Linked DNA regions of Mus musculus: regions 1, 2 and 4 are each linked to region 3. Evidence: chromatin contacts called from public promoter capture Hi-C data. All regions are on one chromosome and are shown on one strand. The core of a region is the stretch at or near the end of the contact, and the rest is flanking DNA. Distances in the headings are between cores, read along the strand shown.

What was found. Promoter capture Hi-C pulls out the DNA fragments that hold promoters and counts their contacts. Capture Hi-C pulls out chosen DNA fragments and counts their contacts.
Region 1: a promoter capture Hi-C map of liver shows a contact between it and region 3, with 3 times the contacts expected there. The contact joins the promoter of Baz1b here to the promoter of Gnb2 in region 3. A contact is called at or near these places in 1 of 39 promoter capture datasets (liver) and 1 of 9 other capture datasets (liver).
Region 2: a promoter capture Hi-C map of pre-B cells shows a contact between it and region 3, with 4 times the contacts expected there. The contact joins the promoter of Nsun5 here to the promoter of Gnb2 in region 3. A contact is called at or near these places in 2 of 39 promoter capture datasets (liver and pre-B cells) and 1 of 115 datasets of contacts at active chromatin or transcription factors (large pre-B cells).
Region 4: a contact with region 3 is called in a promoter capture Hi-C map of liver, with 2.7 times the contacts expected there. The contact joins the promoter of Bcl7b here to the promoter of Gnb2 in region 3. A contact is called at or near these places in 2 of 39 promoter capture datasets (liver and pre-B cells) and 2 of 9 other capture datasets (adipose tissue and liver).

The regions. Positions count from the first base shown.
Region 1 is chr5:135,185,821-135,189,858 of GRCm38.p6, forward strand. It overlaps Baz1b (bromodomain adjacent to zinc finger domain, 1B), which reads left to right and starts at 1,503. Exons shown (of 19, transcript NM_011714.2): 1 at 1,503-1,936. The coding sequence starts at 1,830.
Region 2 is chr5:135,367,938-135,372,146 of GRCm38.p6, forward strand. It overlaps Nsun5 (NOL1/NOP2/Sun domain family, member 5), which reads left to right and starts at 2,016. Exons shown (of 10, transcript NM_145414.2): 1 at 2,016-2,139; 2 at 2,254-2,376; 3 at 3,304-3,478; 4 at 3,561-3,669. The coding sequence starts at 2,047.
Region 3 is chr5:137,530,863-137,535,119 of GRCm38.p6, forward strand. Gnb2 (guanine nucleotide binding protein (G protein), beta 2) reads right to left here and starts at 2,444. Exons shown (of 10, transcript NM_010312.5): 1 at 2,277-2,444.
Region 4 is chr5:135,166,347-135,170,292 of GRCm38.p6, forward strand. Bcl7b (B cell CLL/lymphoma 7B) reads left to right here and starts at 2,026. Exons shown (of 6, transcript NM_009745.2): 1 at 2,026-2,252. The coding sequence starts at 2,161.

The DNA.
Region 1 (4,038 bases), core at 253-2,752, 2.3 Mb before region 3:
TTTGAACTGGAGTTAGTAATGGTTGAGAGCCATTGCATGTGGATGCTGGAATCCAACTCAGGTCTTCTGCAAGAGCAGTATGTGTTAACCTTAAGCCATCCCTTTAGGCCCATCTTTTTTAATAGTACATTTATTTTTATTTTAAATTATGTGTATGGGGGGGGTATGTATACAGGGTTGCAAGAATCTACTGCTCTGGAGTCACAGGCGATTGTGATCCTCCAACACAAAAACTGTGAATCAGACCCAGAATCTCTGGAAGAACTCTTAATTGCATGCGGAGTCACTTCTCCAGCCCCATGAGCTTAATACATATGTTTTCTAACATAGCTTTATTTATTTATTGTTATAGGGATTTGCTATTCAGCCTGTAAGACTGTAGCCCAGGTTAGTCACAAACTCACTTAGGACCGTCCAGCTTCAAAAACCTGCATCACTTAGTTGCACTATATACACACACACATATATATATATACACACACATATATATGAATGAATATAGTCTTTTACATATGTACATACAGAAAACCTTCTTTATTATTCTTCCGTTTATTTTACTTTCAAGATTTATTTTTAAATTGTGTATGTGTGCACACGTGGTGGGGGATGTTACGTGCACGTGAGTACGTGCACCTGAGGAGGCAAGAGGAATGGGAACTCCTGGAGCTGCAGCCGGAGGCAGGTTCCAGCTACCCGATGTGGGAGCTAAGAATTGAACTTGGGTCCTCTGAACGAGTACAAGATCTTAGCCCCTGAGTCTGCTCTGCGGCTCTTCCTCCACATATTTTTAAAGAAAGTTCTTCATTATCCTTCCCTGTAGTCCTTAAAAAACAGGCTGTTAATCTCCATTTCTCAATTACAGTGATGCCGCGTCGGGGAAGGTTGGGGTCCTAGTCGCCCCAATGCGGAACTTCAGTTTGGAGAGGGCCTGAGTTACTTCCCGCCCAGTACAGCTCCACCCGCGCATCCCCGGGCGTGGCCGAGCGCGGCCCCTTTAAGAAGGGGGGCGGAGCGCGAGTGGAAAGACAAAGCCCCTGGCCGCGCGCTCCCCCTCCCCCCTCCGGCGCAGCACACGGACAGTGAGTGCCCGGATGTCGGTGTCGCCGTCGGTGACAGATGGCGCAATGTCTGTATCAGTGACAGGGCTTTTTGCTCTGACCTCTTTGAGTCTTCCGCTTTTCGTCCTCCCCCTCCTACTGCTGTCCCATTACTTTTGAAGTCCGCCACTGGAGGCCCGCACGCCCGTCCCCGGCTCTTACATAACGTGACCTTTCACCTTTTCAGACTGCCCTCTGCTGCGCTGCAACTCAACTTCGCGGCTGGAGCCCAGGGGGCGGGACTCGACCTCGGAGCGGCAGCCTCTCTGAGCCAATAGGCTGCGAAGGCCGACGAGCCCTCCGCCTATCGGAGCCTCCGCCCCAGGGCGCCACGGAGAAGCAAGTTAGTCTGTGCGCTGGCCCGGCAGCGGGGGGGAGGAAGGGAATCTCCCGCCATTTTTCAATAATTTCCTCCCGTGCCCGCTGGAGAGGAGTCGTGACTGGCGGCCGCCGCGGCGGAGATCGGCGTGAGGTGAAAGGCGCCGGAAGGGGCGAGGAGAATCTCTCCGTTTTCTCCCCTCGAGGCGTCCCCCTGGCTTCCATGGCCGTGGCGCGGTCCCGCCAGCTCTGAGGGAAGCCGGAGTTCGCGCCGCCCTCTCACCCCTCCCCTCCCCCATCGCCCCGGGAGCCAGGCGCCTCGCTCGCTCGCTCGCCCCGGGGCTGCCGGGGCCTAGCGCTGCGCAGCAGAGCGGCCGAGCCTTCGGCGCTCCGTCCCCTGCCGGCGCCGCCGCGATGGCGCCGCTGCTGGGCCGCAAGCCCTTCCCGCTGGTGAAACCGCTGCCCGGAGAGGAGCCGCTCTTCACCATCCCGCACACTCAGGAGGCCTTCCGCACCCGGGAGTATCCTTTCTCCGCGCGCGGTGTGGACGCTCGGCCGCGGCTGCGCAGGGCGAGGGATGGAGATGGCGAGATGCGAATGGGCCGCGCGCGGCTCGCGGGGCAGCTGTCACCGCACGGGGCCGTCCGCGGGCCGTGATGCCCGGGGCCCTGCTTTACCCGGGCTTGGGAGCTCCGCGGCGAGATCCCTCCGGGCCGTCTCCAGCCGTCCTTCCCGGAACCGCGCGCCTCCATCCCTTTTCCCCTTACTTTGTCCCCGGGGCCTCGGTGGTGATCGCAACACCAATCCCCTCCTCCCCAACTTGGCTTCGGGCCCTAAATGACTAGGGAGGGTAGCCGGGTTCCCTTTGCGCATTTTATTTCTCTCTCCTTTCATAGAAATGAAACCGTCAAGTTTAAGTTTTTGAAATTGTACCGGCGCAGCCGCGTGATCCGGCTTGTGCAAGCCTCTACTGCGTCTTGAGTGGGCTGTGCGGGGACACTGATGTGGCTTGTGGGTTTTGTTTTTCTCCTCCGGAGTGGACTTTAGGCCAGGGATGAACTGACAGAACCGTAAATCACAAAACCTGGCATTAACTTTTTACCCACTGAAGATGGGAAGGAGCAGAAAGGTACATTGATGGTTCTGGTGGCCATTTATTTCCTAGAGAACACAGAAGTTTGACACTTAGAAGTTTCATTTTTCCGTCTTTTTTTTTTTTTTTTTTTTTTTGAGGGAGCGCTTCATGTAGCACCGGCTGGCCTCGAACTCAGAGAGGCTGGACACTGCATTCCCGATCCTGTCTGTCTGTCTGCCTGTCTCTCTGTCTCTCAATCTCTCTCTCTCTCTCTCTCTCTCTCTCTCTCTCTCTCTCTCTCTGGTACGTGAAACTGGTGTTTTAGAATACAAAGTCAGCATTTCCAATCATTACTTTAAGATTTCTTGACCAAGCATAGCCTCTTAGTTAAAAGTTGTAGTACTTCCCCCCCCCCCCCCCCCGCCCCCGGTAGGGGGAATGTTGAATCTTTTAAGGCTTATTTGTTTTTTAAAAAGCTAAGTTTCCTTACCAAACTTGCCTGTCCTGCTATCTTTACCACCCCTTTTCCTTTGGAAAGATTAGGTAAGAGCAGGAAGGATTCAAGTGAAGTATTTCAGTTTGCTCTTGGCCTTTGCCTCTTTCCTGCTTTGTTTTTTGTTGTTTCATTTTTAATTGTCTTGTAACCTAGGTTGATGTCTAAGGTAGGTGTTGGAAGCTAAGTGTGACGTTTTCCTTCCTAACTTCCCAAGTGATGGAATTGCCGATCACCTGTGTAGATTTAATAAAATGTTCTGAATATTTAGGATACTTTTACTCCCCTTCCTTTCCTCAATATTTGGGGAATTTACCGTAGGGCCCTGCACTATTAGTAAGCTCCATCCTGGGCCCTCTGGTTTTTTATTTTGAGTCAGGGCATCATTAAAATTGCTGAGACTGGCTGGGAACTCACCATGTGGCTTAGGCAGGCCTTGAACTTTTGGTTCTCCTGCTTTAGCCTCCCTAGTATCTGGGATTAATAGACCTCAGGACCAGCCAGTACAGCTTCAGCCCTTCTAGCATCAGTTCTGAAAGGCAGTGTCCACCTACAGAGATTATTTTCCACCTTTTAATTTTGTCTGTATAGATGTTTCCCTGCCTATGTGTCTATGGAGCACTGTGTGTCTGGAGCACCCTGGAGGCCAGATTTGGATTGTGAGCTACTGTGAGGGTGCTGGGGATTGAACCCAGGTTCTGTGCACTTAACCTCACTGTTGACTCTAAGCCCCAGTTGGGTTTTTGTTTTTGTTTTCTCTTTCTTTCAGTAGGGTCTCACTGTGTGGCTCTGTCAAGGATGGAACATTTTGTAGAGCAGATTGGCCTGAAACTTAAAGATCTGCCATTCCATACCTGTTCTAAGTTCTGAGATGAAAGGGTTCTTGCAGCACCATGCCTGGCCTCCATGTAGGTGTTTGCTTATGTATGCTTATGGCATTTCTGAGCTGAAAAGGGTCTTAGAGGTGGTCCAGATTTCCTGTCTGCTTGCCCAGTGGGCCCAAGGGAATTGAAGTCGGTATGTTTAAAGTTCATGGACTCTTGTGTATAAATGAT
Region 2 (4,209 bases), core at 766-3,265, 2.2 Mb before region 3:
CTTTTTGGGGTAGCATTTGAAATGTATATAAAGAAAATATCTAATAAAAATAAATAAAAAATAAAGTAGCCCTGTGCTTCCCAACTTGTCCAGCAGAGGGCAGAAACATTTCCTCACATATTTAAACGTTATCACTGGGGCCTTCAAACATCTATTAAAAACAATGCATTTGACATTTTTCTCATTAATTATTACTACTACTATTTTAATACTTATTTTTATGTAGGTGAATGCTTGCGGGTGCTGTGCCCACAGAGGTGTCATGACCGGAGTAAGAAGGTGCCTGGCAGGCGCTGCCAAGGCGTCCCCTTGAGGAATCACGCGATAGGCCTAGTATAAAGTTTGTTGGGAAAGGAAAGAGAGTGGGGACTTGGAAAAGGGTAGAGGGAGGGAAGGGGGTGGGGCAGAAAGAAGAAGAGACAGGCGGGCCAGGAACACGTGGGGACAGCGAGAGTGAAAGGAGAGGAGACTTGGGTAGTGACTAGCAGTCCTCTTCAACACTGCTGCTGTACCTGGCAAGCCGCATAAGTGGCAGCCGATGACGCAAGCTGTTGCTAAGTTGCTATTGAGCAGAGCCTAGCAGAATTGTCTGTAAGCCAACAGTCAGAAACTATGGAATCCCTTGGAGGTGGCATTACAAAAGGTTTTGATTGCCTAACATGTCTGGGAACAGTATGTGCTCTTAAGGTCTGAGCCACCTTTCTTAGGCCCAACTACCATTATTTTGATTGTCTCATGTAGTCCAGGCTGGTGTGAATTGGCTAGCCAAAGATGACCTCAAATCAATCTTTCTTCCTTTCCTTCCTTCTTTTCTTAAAAGATGTGAGAAGAGGGCATCAGATCCCCTTATAGATGGTTGTGAACCACCATGTGGTTCCTGGGAATTGAACTCAGGACCTTTGGAAAAGCAGACAGTGCTCTTAACCAGTGAGCCATCAGGAGCGTACCATCATGCCCGGTTTATACAGTGGAAGGATTGGAACCAAAGGCTTTCTGCCTGTTAGGCAAGCCCTCTATATAGATTGAGTCCCATCATTGGTCCTCCTCATCAATGTTGAGAATTGATCCCAGGGCTTTGCACATGCTAGGCAAGTGCTCTACTCCGAGGGACAATGTCTGTCGGCCCTATTAAACACCCACTTTTTTTTTTTTTTTAAACAATCTACTTTTTCCAGCGCTAGGGTCCCAGAGAGCCACATTTACTAGATGGGTGTTCAACAACTCCAAGCACACCAGTGGATTCTAGGCAGGTGCTCTACCACTGAGCCACGCCCCCAGCCCCTCCCTGGGGGATTCTAGGCAGGGACTCTACCACTGAGCCACGCCCCAGCCCCTCCCTGGGGGATTCTAGGCAGGGGCTCTACCACTGAGCCACATCCCAACCTCTCAGTGGAGGCATCAAGGCACGTGCTTTATTACTGAACCTTTCATCCGGTCACAGGGAGAGGCTGACACAGGACTGCTAGGAGAGTCTGCGTAGCCTTCTGAGTTCCAAAGTCTTAAAAAAAAAATTAAAAACTACAAAATAGCCTGGCGTGGTTGTGCACGCCTTTAATAAAAGCACTTGGGAGGCAGAGGCAGGCGGATTTCTGAGTTCGAGGCCAGCCTGGTCTCTACAGAGACAGCCAGGGGATACACAGAGAAACCCTGTCTCAAAAAAACAACAAAAACAAACAAACAAACAAAAAAAAAACCAATCCACAACAACAAACTACAAAATAGCTACACTGAATTCTAAAAAGAAAGTAGACTTTTTTCATTCTACATACAGGACCTCATTATGTAGCTCTGGCTGTCCTGTAACTACTTAGACCTAGCTGACCTTAAACTCGCAAAGATCCTTCTGCCTCTGTTTCCCGCGCGCTAGGATTAAAGGCGTGAGCCAGCCCGCTCGGATTTAGAGCCTAAGATTAATTTTTGGACGCTGAAAACGGAAAGCAGCGAACCCTTTGACTCCGGAAATCCGGTTGTACAAATTGTTGCGGCGGCCGTAAAGCCAGCCCGAGTTTTGCGACAGTGTCGTAGAGCGCTTGAGGCGGGGAGAGCATGGGGCTGTACGCGGCCGCCGCGGCGGTGCTGGCCGGCGTGGAAAGCCGCCAGGGCTCCCTCAAGGGGTTGGTGTATTCCAGCAACTTCCAGGTAGTGAGGCCGGGGGCTGGCAAGCCGGGCTGGGGAGCGGGGCTTGTCCGGGCGGGAGGGCGAGGCGAGGCGAGGCCCGCGTGGGGTGCAGCGGGTGTCCCCTGTGTCGCACAGAACCTGAAGCAGTTGTACGCTCTGGTGTGCGAGACGCAGCGCTACTCGGCCGTGCTGGACGCTGTCATCGCCAGTGCTGGGCTCCTTCGCGCCGAGAAGAAGCTGAGACCGCACCTTGCCAAGGTGAGCGGCGGCCAGAGGCTGTTACCCGTGCGTGGCTCTCACACTTCTTTCTGGGGTCCCAGTTGAGCTGGGTCAGATGTGACTCCCCTTGGAGCATTGCAGGAAGGGCTAAGTAGGACGAAGGTGCAAACTAGTAGTGGCTGAGGCTACCTACCGGACAGGGTGATGATGGCAAGGTCGGTCGGGGTCCAGAGCTCTGCTGGCGACCTGGGGGGTGGGGTAGGGTGGGGAGGGGGAGCTTCAGGCATGGGGCAGGACACGGGGTTTGCAGATGGCATTTGCTCTCGTCTCTTTACCCGCCTGCCTGGATGCCTGTCTTTTTGTAATGCTGGGAGATTGAACCCAGAGTCTCCAACAAGCCATAGAAGAGTTCTCCCACTGAGTCACACCCACAACACCTCATTGGACAGCATCACTAGACAGATGCTCTATTTTTGAGCAGTACCCCCAGCCCCTCACTGGGGGATTCTAGGCAGGTGCTTATTGCTGAGCTGCAATCCCTATTTCTTCTCTGGTGGATACTAAGCAAGCTTCCTACCCTACTGCTGAGCCACCGCCTCCGTTGCCTCCTCTTCCTTCTCCCCCTTTCGTCCTCTTCGGTCTTTAGAGACAGGCTTTCTCTGTGTCACCCAGGCTGTTCTGGAACTCACTCTGTAGATCAGGCTGACCTCGAACTTACAGAGAACCGCTTGTCTCTGCCTCTTGAGTGCTGGGATTAAAGGCACCATTACCCAGTTAGCTTGTAGTTTTCTTGCTTATGCATCTGATGTTGCTGGCATTATGGACATTTGCCCTAACATCATGCCATTAATTTCTTTTGTGATCTTGGGCAAGAGAACTCTATTGACATGACCATCTGGACAGGTACCTACTTCTCCCACTGGAGGGTTTTATGGTGTTAATAGTTTTGTGTTTTTTCCTGTCCAGGTGCTAGTGTATGAATTATTGCTGGGGAAGGGGTTTCGAGGGGGTGGAGGCCGATGGAAGGCTCTGCTGGGCCGGCACCAGGCAAGGCTCAAGGCTGAGCTGGCCCGACTCAAGGTTCATCGGGGTGTGAGCCGAAATGAGGACCTGTTGCAAGAGAGCTCCAGACCTGGCCAAGGTGACTTGGAGGCTGAGGGGCGGGAGGGGAGTGACCCTCAGAAGGCTCACCTCCCTCCCCACTTGACCACTGTGACTTCTAGCCTACCAGGTACCACGGTTCGTGCGTGTGAACACGCTCAAGACCCGCCCTGAGGATGCAATCGATTATTTCAAGAGACAAGGTTTCTCCTACCAGGGTCGGGCTTCCAGGTAAGAGCTGAACATCGTGCCCGGGTGCCTTCATTTTCCTCTGTGTCCAGGTTCTCAAGGAAGTAGGAGTCTGTTAGAGGGGAGACTAGGTGTGTGTATGTGGGATAATCACTGCTTTCTCTGGATGTTTTTCCTACTTTCCCAACAGAATTTTCTTTGTTTTTAAGAAAGATGTTGCTTTTAAGTGGTGCACATGTCTGTGCATGGGTGAGGGCATGTGCCTGAGGAGGACATTGGACTGCTGGACACGGTGCTAGGAACTGCACGTAGGTCCTCTGCGAGAGCAGTGTGTCTTCCTAACTGCTGAGCCACGTCTCTGGCCCTGGCAGCAGTTCTCTGCAGTCTCTTCTGAGACCTGTTTTTTTTTTTCCCCTGAACCCTGGTGTTCTTGCGGTTCTTGTTCTGCATTCTGTGACCCCCTGTTTGCTCTCCAGTCTAACTGCCCTCCCGCCCCTGCCACCTTTCCGCTCTCCTGTCTATATCACAGCCTCTTCAGCTCTAAGCCAACACACCACAGGACACACCTTTAACATTTGAGAG
Region 3 (4,257 bases), core at 1,194-3,693:
GCAAGGCTGACGTCAGGTCCCAAGACGGCCCGGGAAGCGGCAGGGAAAGGCGGGGTGGAAGCGCACGGCCAGGAAAGGATCTGCTAGGCAGGGGGAACAGAGGACGTGGTACCCAGGGAAGGTTGGGGTCTCCGGCACCGAAAGACGTTGCGTTGCCAAGGAACAAACGACTTCCCCAATCTTCCTTCAGGGCCCCCGGAAACGGAGTGGGAAGTGCAAGAGGAAGAGCAGGGGAAACCCCTCCCTCGGACAGCAGCCCGGGCGGGACACTAGGGCGGCAGGAACTGGGGATGGGGGGGGGGGGAGTCCCTTCGAAAACAGACCTGGCGTTCGCCCCAGCCCGCACAAGGCGCCGCCCTCCCAGCACCTAATTTTAAAAAGGGGCGGTACCTCTTTAAATTCACCCCCACATACCGCACACCCTCCACACACACCCCCAGCTAAGACAGAGGTGGTGATGGGGGGGGGGGAGGATGAGGGGAGAAGCTAGGCTGTTCGTGGGGTTGCCTAGGCAACCGTCACCCGGACTAAGAGCACCTCATTGGTGAAGTGCCCCCACCCTAGCCTCGTTGCCAAGGCAACCGCATCCGCGGCAGAGACCTGTAGGGTGGGTGACCCCACCCCCGGCCCCCATCGCCCCCGCCCGACCTAGACTCCCGCCTCTTACCCAGAACCGGCCAGGGTGGCTGTTTACAGGATTTGGGAAAAGCCGATTGAGCACTAATAGGTTCGGGACGGCTCAACCCGGGATAATCCCCATTCCGGGCCGGCTGCACCCCATTAGCTGCTGGTCAGTGCGAGAGTAGCGGGGAAGGCAAACCCCCAAGCCGCCAGCTCCCTTCAGCGCCGAGGTCGCCCGCCCCGCTGCGCCCGCACAAAGCCCGTGGGAGCCTCTCAGAAGTAATTAGGGCTCCGAAGAGAGGCCCCTGGCCCCGGGGCGCGGAGCTGCTCTCTCCCAGGCGCCGGCGAGCGGCCCCAGGCGGCTCGGCCCGATGCCCCTAGGCACCCCTAGAGCCCAGCTCTGTGCTCAGCAGCCCCCGAGGCCTAGCTGGCACCACTCCAGCCTCCGACGTCCTGCCTTCCCGGGACACCTGTGCGATCTGGCCGTGTACACTGCACTCTGGCGACCCAGGCGTCCCCCACCCAGCTCCCACTTCCCCCAGACACTGGGCGTTCCTCTTCCCCGAAGATATTTCCCCTCCGTAAGTTCAGCTTTCTGCGCCAGTGCCAGAGGATGCCCCTCCAAAATGAGGGAGGGGGCAACGACATAGCTACCACCCCACTCCAGCTGTGAACAAAAGCCCCTTCCTTCCAGCTGACAGCAGCCCAGGCCTGGCCTCAATGACACAGGCCTGGGGCAGAAGGAAAACAGGCCAGGAAGAAGACACTGGGTCGGGGGCCATGCTCCCAGCCCTTAGATCCCCATTACCCTCCAACGTTCCCTCAGCAGCTCCTCGATTCTAGGGATAAAGCAACCATAGCCCCCCCTCCAAAAAAAAGGGTGCCACCGCCTCCGCAGGTGTGAGAGGAGGAAAGAGAGGGTCCTCAGATCTGGCAGCTGGACGGCGCGGGCTGGCCGTGCTGCGAAGTGCAGTGGGCCAGGCCCTTCAGCTCGTAGGACCTCCATTTTGCCCAAAAGAAAGCTGGACGAAGGGGACAGGCGACTAGGTGCCAGACCTGGGTAAGGATTTGTAAAAAGAATAAGGTGCTGAGATCTCCAGCTTAGGGGTCGGGACTGAGAAAACACTGCCAGAGCCCGAATCAAGGGGCAGTAGGGTGGAGACGAAGACAAGGGTGGCCTTGAGGCCTTAACTGGATCTCCTAGGATTCTGGAGTTCTGCAAGGCTAATGCAAGCAAGGGTGTGAAACGAGTGGGCACGAGGGCTGTTACCCAGGGGCAGGCAGCAGGGTGGTGGTGGGGAAAGGGGGCGGGACAGGACATAGAAGAAACCCAGAATTTAGCCCCCCAACTATTAAGGGATCAAGAGGCAGGCGGGGCTGGGATGAGGGGGGTCTAGATTTTAAAATAATTGCCACTGATATTGCAGGGAGCGCATGCATTATTGAAGCCGAGGGTCCCCCCCCCCCCCCCAGTTCCCCTTCCGGGTTTGGAAACGACCGGGCCAGAGGAAGGGAGGGGAGGTCTGGGAGTTACGTCCGTTTCCCAAGAGCCAAACCCGGGAGACGGAAGGAACCGAGGCTTCCCCCTGCCACACACACACCCGTGGGAATTTGGGGCTGGGGGAGATGAGGACTCCTTTTATCAGCGGAGGTACCTGAGGTGGTGGGACTCTGCCAAGGGGTCGCTTGGAGGAGCGCGGGAGGTCCTGTCTTCCTCCGCGGCGGAGGCGGCAGCGGCGGCGACGCGGATGGATTTCCTCAGTCACCCCAACTCAACCGTCCAGCGCAGCTCTCCCCAGAGCGGAGGGATCCCGCCCGCCAGTGACGCGGCCGTCGCCGCCGCGCCCAGGGCCAGGCTGGACGAGACCAAATACTCAAGTGTGTGGGGGGGAAGGCTAGAAGCGAAAACACCACTCCAGGAGCAAAAGATGCCTCAGCCACAATAAAAGCACAATTCCACGTTTTTCTAACTCATCAAAGATCACACGACGTAGTTTATTTCCAGAAAAGGAGCAAGACATCCTCTCTAGGGACAGCAGAAGTGGTATAGGCATAAGGGAGGGGGGAAAAAAAAAATCCCAGGTCACGTGATCGACCTCCTTCAACCCCCCCCCCCTCCGGATTGGGCGGCTCCAGACTGGAGGCAAGAAGGCCCAATTCTCGGGTTGGCCACGCCCCCTGGTGAGGCCACTCCCTTCCCGGAGGCGGAACTAGGGAAGTCTAAACCAGTGCAGGACAGTGGGGCAGAAAAAGACAGCGAGTGGTTGGTGACCACTAGAATCCCATAAAATGCAAGTTAGAGGGAATTACACCCAGACAGTTCTTCAAGCGCAGCACTGTGAGGGGTTGTAGGCTTCCTAGACTAGGCCTCATACCGCCGCAGCAACAGTCCATATTTATTGATTTGCATACTTAAAGGTTTTTGTTTTATGATAGAGTTTCAGGAGCCCACCACGTAGCCCAGGATGACCCTAAACTGATAATCCTCCTGCTTACATCTACCAAATGCTGGAATTACAGATACACAACCCTGTGCCTGATTTATGCAGGGTAGAACTTAGGGCTTCATACATGCTAGGCAAACACTCCACCAATGGAGCCACATCTCTCACCAATACTTTTGTTTATTAATCCTCATGATGCTGACTATGGACTCAGGCTGCAGAGTTGAGATGCGATCTCAACTTTAATAACCATTGAAGAAAACTACACTGTGGAGCACCCCACCGAGGGAACACAACATAAGAATGTGCCTGGATTTCCATATCTGTTAAATGAGTATATTGAAGGTTACCCTTGAGTCTCCTGGATTGTTGGAGAACTGTCCCGTCCCCCGTCCCCCCATAGATTGTGAAAATGTTTTGGTAAAGTCCGAGTTGTCCTGTGGCCTTTGAGACAGTCCTCGGAGTTTAGGAGATCAAAACACACTATTCAGCCGGGCAAGGTGGCACACACCTTTAATCCCAGCACTCGGGAGGCAGAGGCAGGTGGATTTCTGAGTTTGAGGCCACCCTGGTCTACAAAGTGAGTTCCAGGACAGCCAGGGCTATACAGAGAAACCCTGTCTTGAAAAAAACAAAACAAAACAAAACAAAACAAAACAAAAAAAAAACACTATTCAAAATAGACTGTAGTGAAGTATACTCGTAGAGAGGAAAGAATAGAAAGTTCACATTTGTCTTCACCCACATATTGAACTAGAGGCCAGCCTGAGCCACAGGAGACCTTGTTTCAAAAAGTGTGTTGGGGGACAGGGTTGGAGAGATGGCTTAGTCAGCAAAGTGCTTACCATGCAAACATAAAGACCTGAGTTTGATCCCAGAAAACCAAGTAAAAGAAAAAAAAACCCAGGCACAGTAGCCACACCTATACTATAGCCCCAACACTTGCAGGCCAGGATGGAAAGAGCCCTGAGAGTTTGCTGGTCAGGGAGTTCATGTGAGAGCTCTCAAGTTCTGTGAGAGATCTTGTCTCAGATATTAAAGCAGGAGCAGCTGGCTTGGCAGTTAAGAGCACTTACTGCTTTTCAAGAGGACCAGGGGTCAGTTGCCAGGCCTCACATGGTGTCTCATTACCTTCTGTAACTCCAGTTCAGGGAATCAAATGCTCTCTTCTGATGCACCAGGTATGTCATGC
Region 4 (3,946 bases), core at 776-3,275, 2.4 Mb before region 3:
GGGCTGGCCTTAATCTTGAGTTCCTGTTCTTCTAGCCTAAATTTCCCCAGTGCTGGGCTTACAGGTATATGCCACTAGATCCTACCTGTTTGAGAAAGGGTCTTGCTATTTAACCCAGGTTGGGCAGGTTTGGTTCCAGGCTACATGGGAAGACATTACCTCAAAAATTTTTTTCTTTTAAATTAAATTTAAAGAAGGTGGTAGAGAAACATGAACAGCAGAGGGAGTTCTTGCTGGCAATGGCTTGGATTTAGGTGGTGAGAGAAATTAAACATAGCTGTCAAGGGGTGGCCTTGTATTTGTGCTGGTTCGGGGAGCGGGTGTCCATGAACATAAGCAGTGAAGCTTAGCACACTGTTGGCCTGCCTTGCATTCTTTTCTTGTTCTTTATTTTCATCTCCGTAGCAGTGAGAACATCTTCTTCATTGTGTCCTTTGATGTAGGACATGTTTAGGTAAGCCCTGGGTTCACTTGTATTAGGTCATTTGAGTTTGATCCAGTTATTTCAACAGTAATCATTTCCCTGCATTTGTTACCTGGGCCCTTCCCCCCCGCCCCCTGCAGAAGCTGTTTAGGAATCCTTTCCCAGCAAACATGTTCAGCTGGAAGGCTGAGAGTCATGAATCAGAAGCTTCGCCAAGTTCAGGATAAGTTACACAGTCACTGGGAGACACACTCCTCTCCCTCTTCTTTGACGGGGTCTCATGCAGCCTTAAACTGGCCTCAAACTTTAAACGCAGTCAAGGATGACCTTGAACTCTTGGTTTTCCTGGAACTGCAAGTAAACCTCAAAGTTGATTCAAACAAGTCCCTCTGGGCATGCAACGTCAGCTGTGGGTCACCTCCTCCTTCTATTGGGTCTGTTATCACTGCTTTTCACTCCCCTCTTTCTTTTCTCTTTTTGTCCTTCCTCAACCCCCCAGAGAAAACCTCTGCATATCCCTGGTTGTCCTGGAATTCACTCTGTAGACCAGGCTGGCCTTGAACTCAGAAATCCACCTGCCTCTTCCGCCAGAGTGCTGGGATAAATGTGTTCATCACAGTCCCTGGTCCAGAAGTTCTTTCAAAAGAGAAATATTTATGTCCTCAGTACTTGGTCCAATGCACAGAACACAGGCAATGTTTTATCCAGAACTGAATTCCCTGACAGTGAAGTGGAATGCTAAAAGTATGAGCCAGGTGCAAAATACTCAGGAAGAGCCGCAGTGTGACCTGGATGTTGGAAAAGTAGTTGATTCAATCAGAAGAAATTTCCAGGTGGGTAGCTGAGAATTCGAAGACCAGAAGTCAAAATGAAGGAAGGTGTGATAATGACTCCGGAACACAGCTATTTAGACAATGATGACACAGATCTCCTTTTAGGTGAACATGCAGCGCATAAATAATTCCTTGAAGGGTCAGGGGTCATGGGGGATTAAAGGACTTGATAACAGCCTAAAACTCACTAGTGAAAACCAACTTCTACAAATTGTCCTCTGTGCCATATACATGTAAAGAAAAAAAAAAAAAAGAAAGAAAGAAAGAAAAAGAAAAGAAAAAAAGAAAATTCCAACCCCTTTGACCCCAGCACTTGGGAGGCAGAGGCTGGTAGATCTCTGAGTTCAAGGCCAGCCTGGTCTATAGAGTGAGTTGCAGGACAGCCAGGGCTACACAGAGAAGGAAACCCTGTCTCGGAAAAGCAAAATGAAATAAAATTTTCCGGTCAAATGCCATGGCACAGAGCACCGGAGAGGCAGAATCAGGTGGTTGTGAATTCGAGGTTGGCCTGGTCTACAGTATTGAAAATTCCCGGGCATGCATTGAAGCAGCAGGTAGGGAAAGTGGTGACTTGGAAACCTCATCCCACCACCACCCTCGCAGCCTCGCCTGGCCCACACCACGTGCGGACGACGATGGGCTCAGCCTGGCAGCAAGAGGGCAAAGGGTCTCTGGAGGCGCACAGCAGGGACGCCCCCGGGCGGGTGCGCAAGCGCGCTGAGGCCTTGAGGGCCCAAGGGGCGGGCGGGTGCGCGCGCTCCCTCGCGCACGCGCGCACGGAGGGGGGGCGACGGCCGCGGTGACGTGCTGCGGTGGCAGCGGGTGGACGGCGACGCGTGAGGCGCGTGATATCCCGCGTCTTGGGAGCACTGTCCCGGCCCCCAGCCACTCCCCGCCGCCGCCATGTCCGGCCGTTCGGTCCGGGCCGAGACCCGTAGCCGGGCTAAAGATGACATCAAGAAGGTGATGGCGGCCATCGAGAAAGTGCGGAAATGGTGAGGGGCGGGAGCGGAGGGGTTGCTGACGTGGGGTTGCGGGAAAGCCGGCGCGGAGGCTCGCCATACAGGAACAGGCAGGATGGGAACCAAGAGGCCGGCCCTGGGGGGAGGGGGCCGGAGCCAAAAAGCGAAAGGAGGGCGCGCCGGTATCGGCGTGAATTCAGAGTCCGCGTTCCCTGTAGCCAATCAGAAAGACGGTCGGCTCATGGCCCCTCCCATAGCTGTCATTAGCCGCTTCCGGCCGCTCTGCCTGGGGCGGGGCCTGGCGCTGCACAGTTGCACTTCCGGTGGAGACCTCGCGGAAATGCTGCTTGGCGGCTCCGGGTTCGGTTTCCGCTCCTGCGCAGCACAAGTGTCCGGTGATGTCCGTTGTTGCCGACTATTATACGATATAAGTGGTCGAAATTAAGCGGAAGTTTGTAAACATGGCACTTTTGGAACAGAAATTCCTGATATCTTGGATCCTTAGCCAGCCCACTCGCCATAGGTTTGCTCTTGGCGACCAAGGTACCCTGACCCTGCAAATGTTTATTGCAAACCCAGAACAATTAGCGAACAATTTAGGTCAGGATTTTATTGCTTTAAATTGTTCTGAACCAAGCCTCTGAGCCATTCACTTCACTTAACGATTTGTAATTTCCTTACTGTTTTTTGACCGGAGCTCCCTGAGGACCGCAGGCTGGCTTTAGGCTGGCAGTGATTCTTCTGCCTCAGTTTACCCAGTAGCTAAGAGGCCGCGAGAGTGGTTTGTTTGTTTTTGAATCAGTGTCCCCAATCCTTTGGCTGTCCTGGAACTCTCTTTGTAGGCCAGGGTGGCCTTGAACTCTCAAAGACCCACCTGTCTGTGTTTCCCAAGTGTTGGAAAATGTCTGCATCTTATGGCATTCCTCTGTTCCTATGTAATTCTCAAGTCTCTACCCCCTTTTGTTTTTTATTGGTAAGGAAAAGTATGTAGGCTAGAAAAATGGCTCAATGGTCAAAAGCACCTGGCTGCTCTTCCACCACATGGCCCCTAACAGCTCTTCTCCAGTCCCATGGGATACCATGTCCTCTGGCATCTGTGGGCACAGCACGTGTGTAATGCGCAGACACACACGCATGTAAAGCACCCACACACATAAAAATAATAAAATGCTCAAAAGAAATTTCAATGTAGGTTCCTCAGAGACACATTTTGAAATTCTAGCGAAGGTCACCTTCACAGAATTTTCCTTAATTATATTAGGTTGAACTGCAAGACATTCCGCATATTTGAACCAACTCCCATCCCCTAATTCTGAGGGTAGTGCCCACCACCTTGCTCACTCGTGATAATTTCTCTAGCACTGAACTATATATATCTACCCCAGCCCCATGTTTGACTTTTTAACTCAAAACTACTAACACTGCAGCAAAACACACCTATAGTCCCCTAGCTACTCAAGGAAGAGCTGGGGACTTGAGTCCTAATCATCATAGTGAAATGGGCCAAATGCCTTAGACCTGTGAGCTCAACTACTCAGGAAGCTGAGACAGGGGGACCACAAGTTTAAGGCCAATCTAAGCAATTTAAGAGTCCCTACCAAGGAACAAAAAAGACAAAACAAGCATTTTGAGCGAGTAGGGATGTTGCTTGGAGGTAAAGTACTTGCCTAGCATGGCCAAGGCCCTGAATTCCATCCCTGTCCCCCTCCCAGCACCCCCACACACAC